2 separate regions of the Ovis aries genome follow, and region 2 is linked to region 1. Evidence: chromatin contacts called from public Hi-C data. All regions are on one chromosome and are shown on one strand. The core of a region is the stretch at or near the end of the contact, and the rest is flanking DNA. Distances in the headings are between cores, read along the strand shown.

Region 1 (3,958 bases), core at 985-3,484:
AACTCTTAGTTGAGGCATGTGTGATCTAGTTCCCCAACCAGGGATCGAACCTGGGCCCCCTGTATTGGGAGCACGCTGCCTTAGCCACTGGACCACCAGGAAAGTCCTAATAATGATTTTTAAAGTAAACTTTTTCTTTTGGAATAATTTTGGATTTACAGAAATGTTTCACAGAATCTTGTATACCCTATACTAACTTCTATTAATGTTAGCATCTTACATAATCATAGTACCATGTCAAAATTAAGAAATTAACAGTCACACTATTAACTAAATTACAAAATTTTTTCAGATCTCACTAGTTATGTCCTTTTGGTTCCAGGGTCCAATCCAGGATACCACATCACTTTCAGCATAGTGTTCTTTTTCTCCCTAAAACGTATTTTGAGGATTGCCTCGTCAGTTAATTGGCAGTCGCCTCATATTCTGTTAATAGGAAGGACTGTAAAAATGGAGTGAAAGTGGAATTTCAGGGCCAGTGATTATGTGCATTTAAAAATGACCAAACTTCTCTTCCCCAAAGAAATTAGCATACCCTTCTAATTAGTTCCCCTGTGATTTGAGTGTTTTAAATTTCTTTGAAGCGCCAAGATTAATATTGGGGACTGAATTAAAGTGATAAAGGTAAAGTATTCAAAAAGTTTTTTCACACATTGAAGTAATTATTTTTAATGTACTGGCACAAATACACATAGCATTGCAACACTTATACATTATACCATTTTATTGTGCCATGGCCCACATGTATAGTTGGTTCGCCTTAGGACCACTAGGGGGCTCTGCTGGAAGGGTTTTTATAGTTCTTCCGTTTAGGGGAATGTTTCCAGATGCTTTAGAATTCTAAACTCTTAAAACTTGGAGGAGATCATCTCATCCAGCTTCCTTATCTTGCAGAAGAGGAAACCAAGGTTGAAGAGAGAGAGCTGGTATGGAAGGGGGCTGGAATTTAAAATCCCCTCTTGGTTCCTGCGGCAGTTCAAGAAATTCTTTTCTTGCCATGTGCCTCCACTGAATGACTCATACCCAGGGGCTTATTTTTTTTTACTGCCACAATTTTGGTAATTTTTGCTAAGACGGTGTATTCGTGATATTTTCCTAACAGGATGCTTTACTGATTAGTTAGGTGAAAGAAATGCATGAAATATAAACTTCTAAATAAATATTTATTACAAAATGTTTTCTACTCAAAGCATCCCTTAGTATCAAAACCATATTACTGGAAGCCCTAAACCACTTTTCAATTGCCTTTCAAATTTACTTCTCACTTAAAACATTTACTCTTTACTCATTTATTCATTCAATATTCATTGAGTGCCTACTAGCACTAGCCACTGTTACTCTAGGCTTACAGAAGTAAAGCTGCCCTTCCCCCCCAAGAGGGATAGGTTTCTCCAGTTTTCCCTATATATTCAGTTACTGAACATATCTTAGTTCAGTGGTTTTCATACTGTGGTCTCTGAACCAGCAGCACCTGGGAACTTGCTAAAAATGCAAATTAGGCCCACCTTACACTCTTTTGTTTTTTCTTAAGCTCTCCAGGGATCCTGATGTACATTCAAGTTTTAAAGCTATGGTTTTAGTTCCACGGCTTGTTATTATCTAAGTAGGCCAAAGATCAACATCTGGCTTCTAAACTCATCTCAGGCATCTCCACTGAGACCCGGTCTCAATTACAACTGAGATACAACAATGACCATACTTAATTTAATGATTTGTTGTACCTGGAAAGATCCTGGGATGACTGCAGTAATAGAACTGTAACGGCTGCAGGACAAAAACGAACCGCAGTGGCTTTTCAGAACCAACAGAAAATGGGCCAGACCGAGTTCCCGGACAGTGTTTTCCGACACTAGACACAGCCGGATACATTAAGCCCGTGGTCTGGCTGAGTCAGGGCGGCGCTCCAAGCTTAGAGGGGCCGCGTGAACCCGTCAGGTTGGACTCGAACCTTCGGCTAGAGGCGAAGGTCTGGAAGCCTCCACCGTACCACCTACGTTCATACAGGGGCGGAGGCGCCGGAGACGACCCGTGAGGCCCGGGAAGCCCTGGCCCGCGCGGAAGCCGCACCCTCCTGGCTCCAGACGCCGACAGGGCGGAGCCACGCGGCCGCAGCTCAGGCAGAGACGCGCCGCACAGCGCGGCGCAGGTTCGCGGCTAAGGCGTATGGGGCTACAACGGGAGCGGCTGCGCCGCCGGGCCGGGTCAGCGTCGTGCGCATGCGCGGACCCGGCGCCATTTTGGTGGCCGGGCGCGGAGGTGATTCCACACTGAAGATAGTGCGGCGGCCGGGGTGGCAGTGGCAGCGTTCGTGTGCTCGGGTGTGAATCGCCGGGGGAGGAGGCGGTGGAGGAAGAGGTGGCGGCGGTGGCGGTGGTCGTAGCGGTGGCGGAGGAGGCGGGTACGAATCAGCTGCGGGCGGAGACATGGCCAACATCGCGGTGCAGCGAATCAAGCGGGAGTTCAAGGAGGTGCTGAAGAGCGAGGAGGTCAGAAATGAACTCCCGGACGTCCCCCACATCAGCCCAGGGCGGGAGGGCCCTTCCGGTGGCAATCCCAATATCCCTGGTAACCCCCGGTTGGCCTTCTTTGCGGCCGCCCTTCTGCCTGTGGGGAAGCAGCAGTCTCCCCCCTCCTTCCGCCGCCTTCCCCTCCCCTCCCCGGGCCCTGGGATGGACGGTCTCGCGGGCGGGGGGTCTGGGGAGGAATAAGGTTTAAGGGGCAGATGGAGAAAGGGCGCTTATCGTCGGGTGTGAGCTCTAGAGAGCGCCCCACGGCAGTGGCAACAGCTGGAAGTGTGGCTGTAGGGTGGGGAGGTAGCAGGCCGAGCCTGAGAAAACCCGGGAAGTGGGTTGGGGGAAGGGGAAAGGTGGTAACTGGATCCGGAGAGCCGCGTCGCTCAAAGGCCCACACTTTTCAGGGTATTCTGGGTTATGGCCGGTCTGGCTGCCACCCTCCTTTCCTTACCGAAGGAGTGATTGATGAGAGAAGGATGTTCGGAGTTAACTCCCTCTCGGTTGGGTGTTGGGAGAAAAGAGAAGACATAATGGGGTACTAGCTTATTTGAGTGGGCGATAAGGGAATTTTCACCAGAGATAGAAAATTAATTCCGTATTAGACTATTATCTCATTTCCACTTACTCCGACATTCTAGGCGTCTTTTTCGATTGACATCTGAAGCTTTTTGACTAGGTAAAGGCACGTTCGGTATATTAAATACGTTTAAATATTTTTAGCTAAGATAAGGAAAAAATAGTGGAGTGTATGAGTAGCTTATTTCAAAATACTGTTTACAAGTTATAGATGAGAGAGTCTGTCCTAAGACAATGCCTCTGTGACACTGTTGTGTTGTGCCATTTGTGCCATGAAACTTCATTATGATGTCCCCATAGTTAGTTCTTACTTTTGAAAAAGTGTCCTACTTAAAAACATGAGATTTCGGATTAATACATTGTTATGTTTCTTTATTAAGTAGGTTTATTCCAACATATATCTGAAATGATGAAAAATTTTTGTCTCAAGCTACTACTCTTCAGTCCTGTAGAAATTTTAGGTACGCTGATATTGGCCACATTTGTTAATATATTTTAAATGTTTCGGTAATTTGACTCAAAATTATGAAAGTATAGTACATTTTTCACACCCATAATCAACAGGAATGCTAGTTTGTTTTTCCTCCTTGGACTCAACAAAGATTAAAAATACTGAATGGTTATTTTCAAGATGTCAAATATCGTTATCGAATATATTATTGCTATTTGTGCTTTTCTCTTATTTGTGAAATTCAGCATTCTAAGTATGTGATGAGTTATTGACAAGTCTGATAGCAAGCACTTGAACTTTATTTGTGCCACTGAATCTGAAGTGATTTTGTGTCTTTACAGATAGACGTGGAGAAGATTCTTTAAAATTATTTAAAAATGCCAAATCCTAGCAGATTTATTGAATATAATAGTATATA
Region 2 (3,958 bases), core at 449-2,948, 240 kb after region 1:
TGGATATTAGAAAGTTGTGATAATTTTTAAAATGCATTTTGCACTTAAATCAGTCTCCTAGAAGCTGATGAAAATCTTCCTAGGCAAATTATTGCCTACCTTTAAATCTGCAAGCTACTTTGAATAGTATTCTCAAAAATATTTCTAGACAAAAAAAACCTTAAAAATATTCGAATTTTTATACTTAGAGGAAAAAAAAAAACAGTAAAATTAAAAAATATCACATAGATACCCTTTTAATTTCCCATAATGATTATGGCCTTAACAGAGATTACTAGTCAAAGATACAGCCAAGACAGAACAATACCTTTCAGAGGGGGTAAAAGAAAAGACATAAAATATCTTTAAAAAAAAAACAACACCTGGTAGGTGAAACTTAAGGCCAGGCCTAGCAGAGCAGTAATACCACAGGAGAGAGCACCTCCTACCACAAACGTCTGAAGTGAGAATATTCTGTCCAGAGAAACTTACCTTCAGTCGTTTGATCATTTCGTCCGTGGTGATCTTGTCGGTGATCTCCTTTACCCCCGGAGGGTAAGCGATCTTCCCGTCGGCACTCACGACGCCACAGAGGGCAGTGGCAGGCTTGGGCTGCGCGGTGAAGTCCATCCTGGGGGACAACTTTTCTTTCACAGTCCTCTACCGGCCTCTATCGGTCAGAAAACAAAAGTTCAGCGGGAAAGGGGCGACTTTGTAACCTCTTTTTTCATTTCAAAAATCCTAATCTGCAAAGGGTCCTTTCTCCAGGGAGGCCCGGGGCTCGGCGGCGGCCCCCCTACCCACTCGTTCCCGGGGCTTGGATCCTGGTGGCCGCCTCGCCGCCCCCACCCACGCGGGCCCCGCCAACCTCGGGCCCTCGGGGCTCCCCGGCACCGGCGGCCGCGGGAAGCGCCGAGCAGAGCCAGGAGTTTCCCATTCCTCCTTTCACAATGAAATCCCACCCCCAAGCACCGAGGTCCGAAGTTTGGAGGCTTTGAGAGCCCAGCGAGCCCCCTAAGGCCCCGGTTCGGTCAGAGAGAAGCCTCGAATCCCCACCCGGCCGGTCCCCTCCGGGAAAGGAGACGCGAGGCCTATAGGGCTCGGCTTAGGCCGCAAAACTAGGGACCCAACGGGACCTACACGCAGCGGCGGCTCCTGGGAACCTACGCCCTTGCCGGGCAAAGCTTCGGGACCCCAGGTGGCCCCGCCACGCTCCCGCCCCTCCCGTGTCCCGGTCCCTCACCCCGCGGGAGGGGAAAACAAGCTGCCCTCCACCCCGAACCCCAAGCCAGGAAGCGGCTGACGCGGCTCCGCACTTCACATTTTGTTCCTTCAACTTCGGCTCAGGGACCGCGAAGGCTTCTCTCGCCCCCGGCCACTCGGCGCAGTCCGGTGCCGCCGAGGCCTTATCGGCACCTCCAGGCAGCCCCGCCGGGCCTCAGTCCTGCGCCCCCCCTCTCCGGTCTCCCCTTCCGTCCCCTCCCTCCCCAGCCGAGGGCGGGAGCCGAGCCGCCGCCGCCTTTACCTCCTCCTCATGCGGGCGGAAGGTGCATCGAGCGCCCGGGCCTCTGTCAGGTGGTTGCGGAGCCGCCGCCCCTCTCCGGGCTGCACACAAAGCGGCTCCGCGGGTCCCGCCGCCGCCGCCGCCCGCCCCGGAGCGGCGCTGGGGCTGGCGGTGCCGAGGAGGAGCAGTCGCCGCGGGGGGAGACGCGGGGCGAGTGAGAGCTGGGCGGGGAGACACTGCCGCTCTCCGTCTGGCAGAGGAAAAGCAGCCTCGGAGAAGCCTCCTCCGGGAGCGTGTGCGCGTGTGTCCGCCCCGGACCCCGGCTGCCCGCCCGCCAGCACCTCGCGCCGGCCGGGTCCGCCGACCCGGACCCGGACGCCCCTAGCAGCGGCGCGCGCGCGGCCGTCCGTACTCCCGGCAGCCGGCGCCTCTCGCACACACCGACGGGTCACGCGAGCGGTGCGAGAGCACGCGAGAGCAGGGAGCGCGCCTCGCTCCCGCCCCTTCCTCCGCCGGCCTTGCCTCCGCCTCCCTCGGGCCTCAAGCGGCGGCGCGCGGGGCAAACAGCGCCGCCACCCGGTTGGCGCCAACACCTGCCGCACCGAGCGCCTTCGAGAGGACCGGACCCAAAAGGCGAGCAGAGGAGGAGCCTGGCTGGCGGGAAGCGACCCGGCGCCCACGGCCTTTTGGGGCCAAGTTGGATGAACGGAGTTTATTACCGTTTGCCGCGGAGTTGAGTTCTTGACTTTTGGGATTCATCCTAAACGACGTGGATGGAAATGGTTGAAAAATGGTTAATTACTCGGTGATAATGAACCTCCCTAGGGACAGAAGATCTGCAACCTGAGGAAAAGTTTTGCAACATGGCACAACGTGTGCTTCTCATTCTTGTTTCTTTTGACAGCCACCAGAGTTTGCCCTCTCCTCTTTAGATCTCTAAAATTAATATTTTGAAAACTGCAAAATATGTAAATTGCACTGAGTCGAGTAGTTCTCAAAGAATAGAAGAAATTTCCTGGACTGCACTCCCAATCAGGATTTCTGAGACTGGAATTCAGAAATAAGCATGTTTACAAATTGGAAAGCTAAGTCTTATGAATATGGAGTAACTCATTAAAAATTTTTTTAATATACCAAAGGATAGCTTTTTCTTTCAGCCAAAGGAAAACTCAGTGTAGTGGTGTTTGAGCAGTTTAAAATAAAAAACTGAAGCAAATGAACCTCTGGAGCACATATATAATTTCCAAAGATGAAGTTAGAAAGAGAAAATAATTTGAAATAGTCTTCAGTTCTTGAAACTGATCGCTACTGTACTTTAAAATGATATCTGATTATTTAAATTATTCTTGATGGATGTTAATTGGTCTTTTCCACATCCTTTATTTGATCTTAAAAATATTATAGGTGCTGCCCTCACTGAATTGTTTTTCAAGTAATATAAAAGGAAGCAATTATCTCAGAATCTAATACACCGCAGTTGCTGATTTGCTAGTTCAGTTCAGTTCTGTTCAGTCGCTCAGTCGTGTCCCACTCTGCGACCCCGTGAATTGCAGCACGCCAGGCCTCCCTGTCCATCACCAGCTCCCGGAGTTTACCCAAACTCATGTCCATCCAGTCGGAGATGCCATCCAGCCATCTCATCCTCTGTCGTCTCCCCTCCTCCTGCCCCCAAGTCCCTCCCAGCATCAGGGTCTTTCCCAGTGAGTCAACTCTTTGCATGAGGTGACCAAAGTATTGGAGTTTCAGTTTCAGCATTAGTCCTTCCAATGAACACCCAGGACTGATCTCCTTTAGGATGGACTAGTTGAATTTCCTTGCACTCCAAGCGACTTTCAAGAGTCTTCCCCAACACCACAGTTCAAAAGCATCAATTCTTTGGTATTCAGCTTTCTTCACAGTCCAACTCTCACATGCATACATGATCACAGGAAAAACCATAGCCTTGACTAGATGGACCTTTGTTGGCCATGTAATGTCTCTGCTTTTGAATATGCTATCTAGGTTGGTCATAACTTCCTTTCCAAGGAGTAAGTGTCTTTTAATTTCATGGCTGCAATCACCATCTGCAGTGATTTTGGAGCCCAAGAAAATAAAGTCTGATACTGTTTCCACTGTTTCCCCATCTATTTCCCATGAAGTGATGGGACCGGATACCATGATCTCAGTTTTCTGAATGTTGAGCTGTAAGCCAACTTTTTCACTCTCCTCTTTCACTTTCATCAAGAGGCTTTTAGCTCCTCTTCACTTTCTGCCATAAGGGTGGTGTCATCTGCATGTCTGAGGTTACTGATATTTATCCCGCCAATCTTGATTCCAGCTTGTGTTTCCTCCAGTCCAGCGTTTCTCATGATGTACTCTGCATAGAAGTTAAATAAGCAGGGTGACAATATACAGCCTTGATGTACTCCTTTTCCTATTTGGAACCAGTCTGTTGTTCCATGTCTAGTTCTAACTGTTGCTTCCTGACCTGCATAC

What was found. A called contact is a pair of places that touch in the nucleus more often than the background predicts.
Region 2: a Hi-C map of muscle shows a contact between it and region 1, with 9 times the contacts expected there. The contact joins the promoter of PDS5A here to the promoter of UBE2K in region 1. A contact is called at or near these places in 14 of 16 Hi-C or Micro-C datasets (blood, hypothalamus, liver and 7 more).

Annotation. Positions count from the first base shown.
Region 1 is chr6:59,504,459-59,508,416 of ARS-UI_Ramb_v3.0, forward strand. It overlaps UBE2K (ubiquitin conjugating enzyme E2 K), which reads left to right and starts at 2,235. Exons shown (of 7, transcript XM_060416984.1): 1 at 2,235-2,398. LOC132659944 (a long non-coding RNA gene) reads right to left here and starts at 2,089. Exons shown (of 3, transcript XR_009601029.1): 1 at 1,722-2,089.
Region 2 is chr6:59,741,018-59,744,975 of ARS-UI_Ramb_v3.0, forward strand. PDS5A (PDS5 cohesin associated factor A) reads right to left here and starts at 1,699. Exons shown (of 33, transcript XM_015096447.3): 1 at 1,505-1,699; 2 at 472-649. The coding sequence starts at 609. LOC101110238 (ATP-dependent RNA helicase DHX29-like) reads left to right here and starts at 930. Exons shown (of 6, transcript XM_042251084.2): 1 at 930-962; 2 at 1,089-1,697; 3 at 1,741-2,116. The coding sequence starts at 930.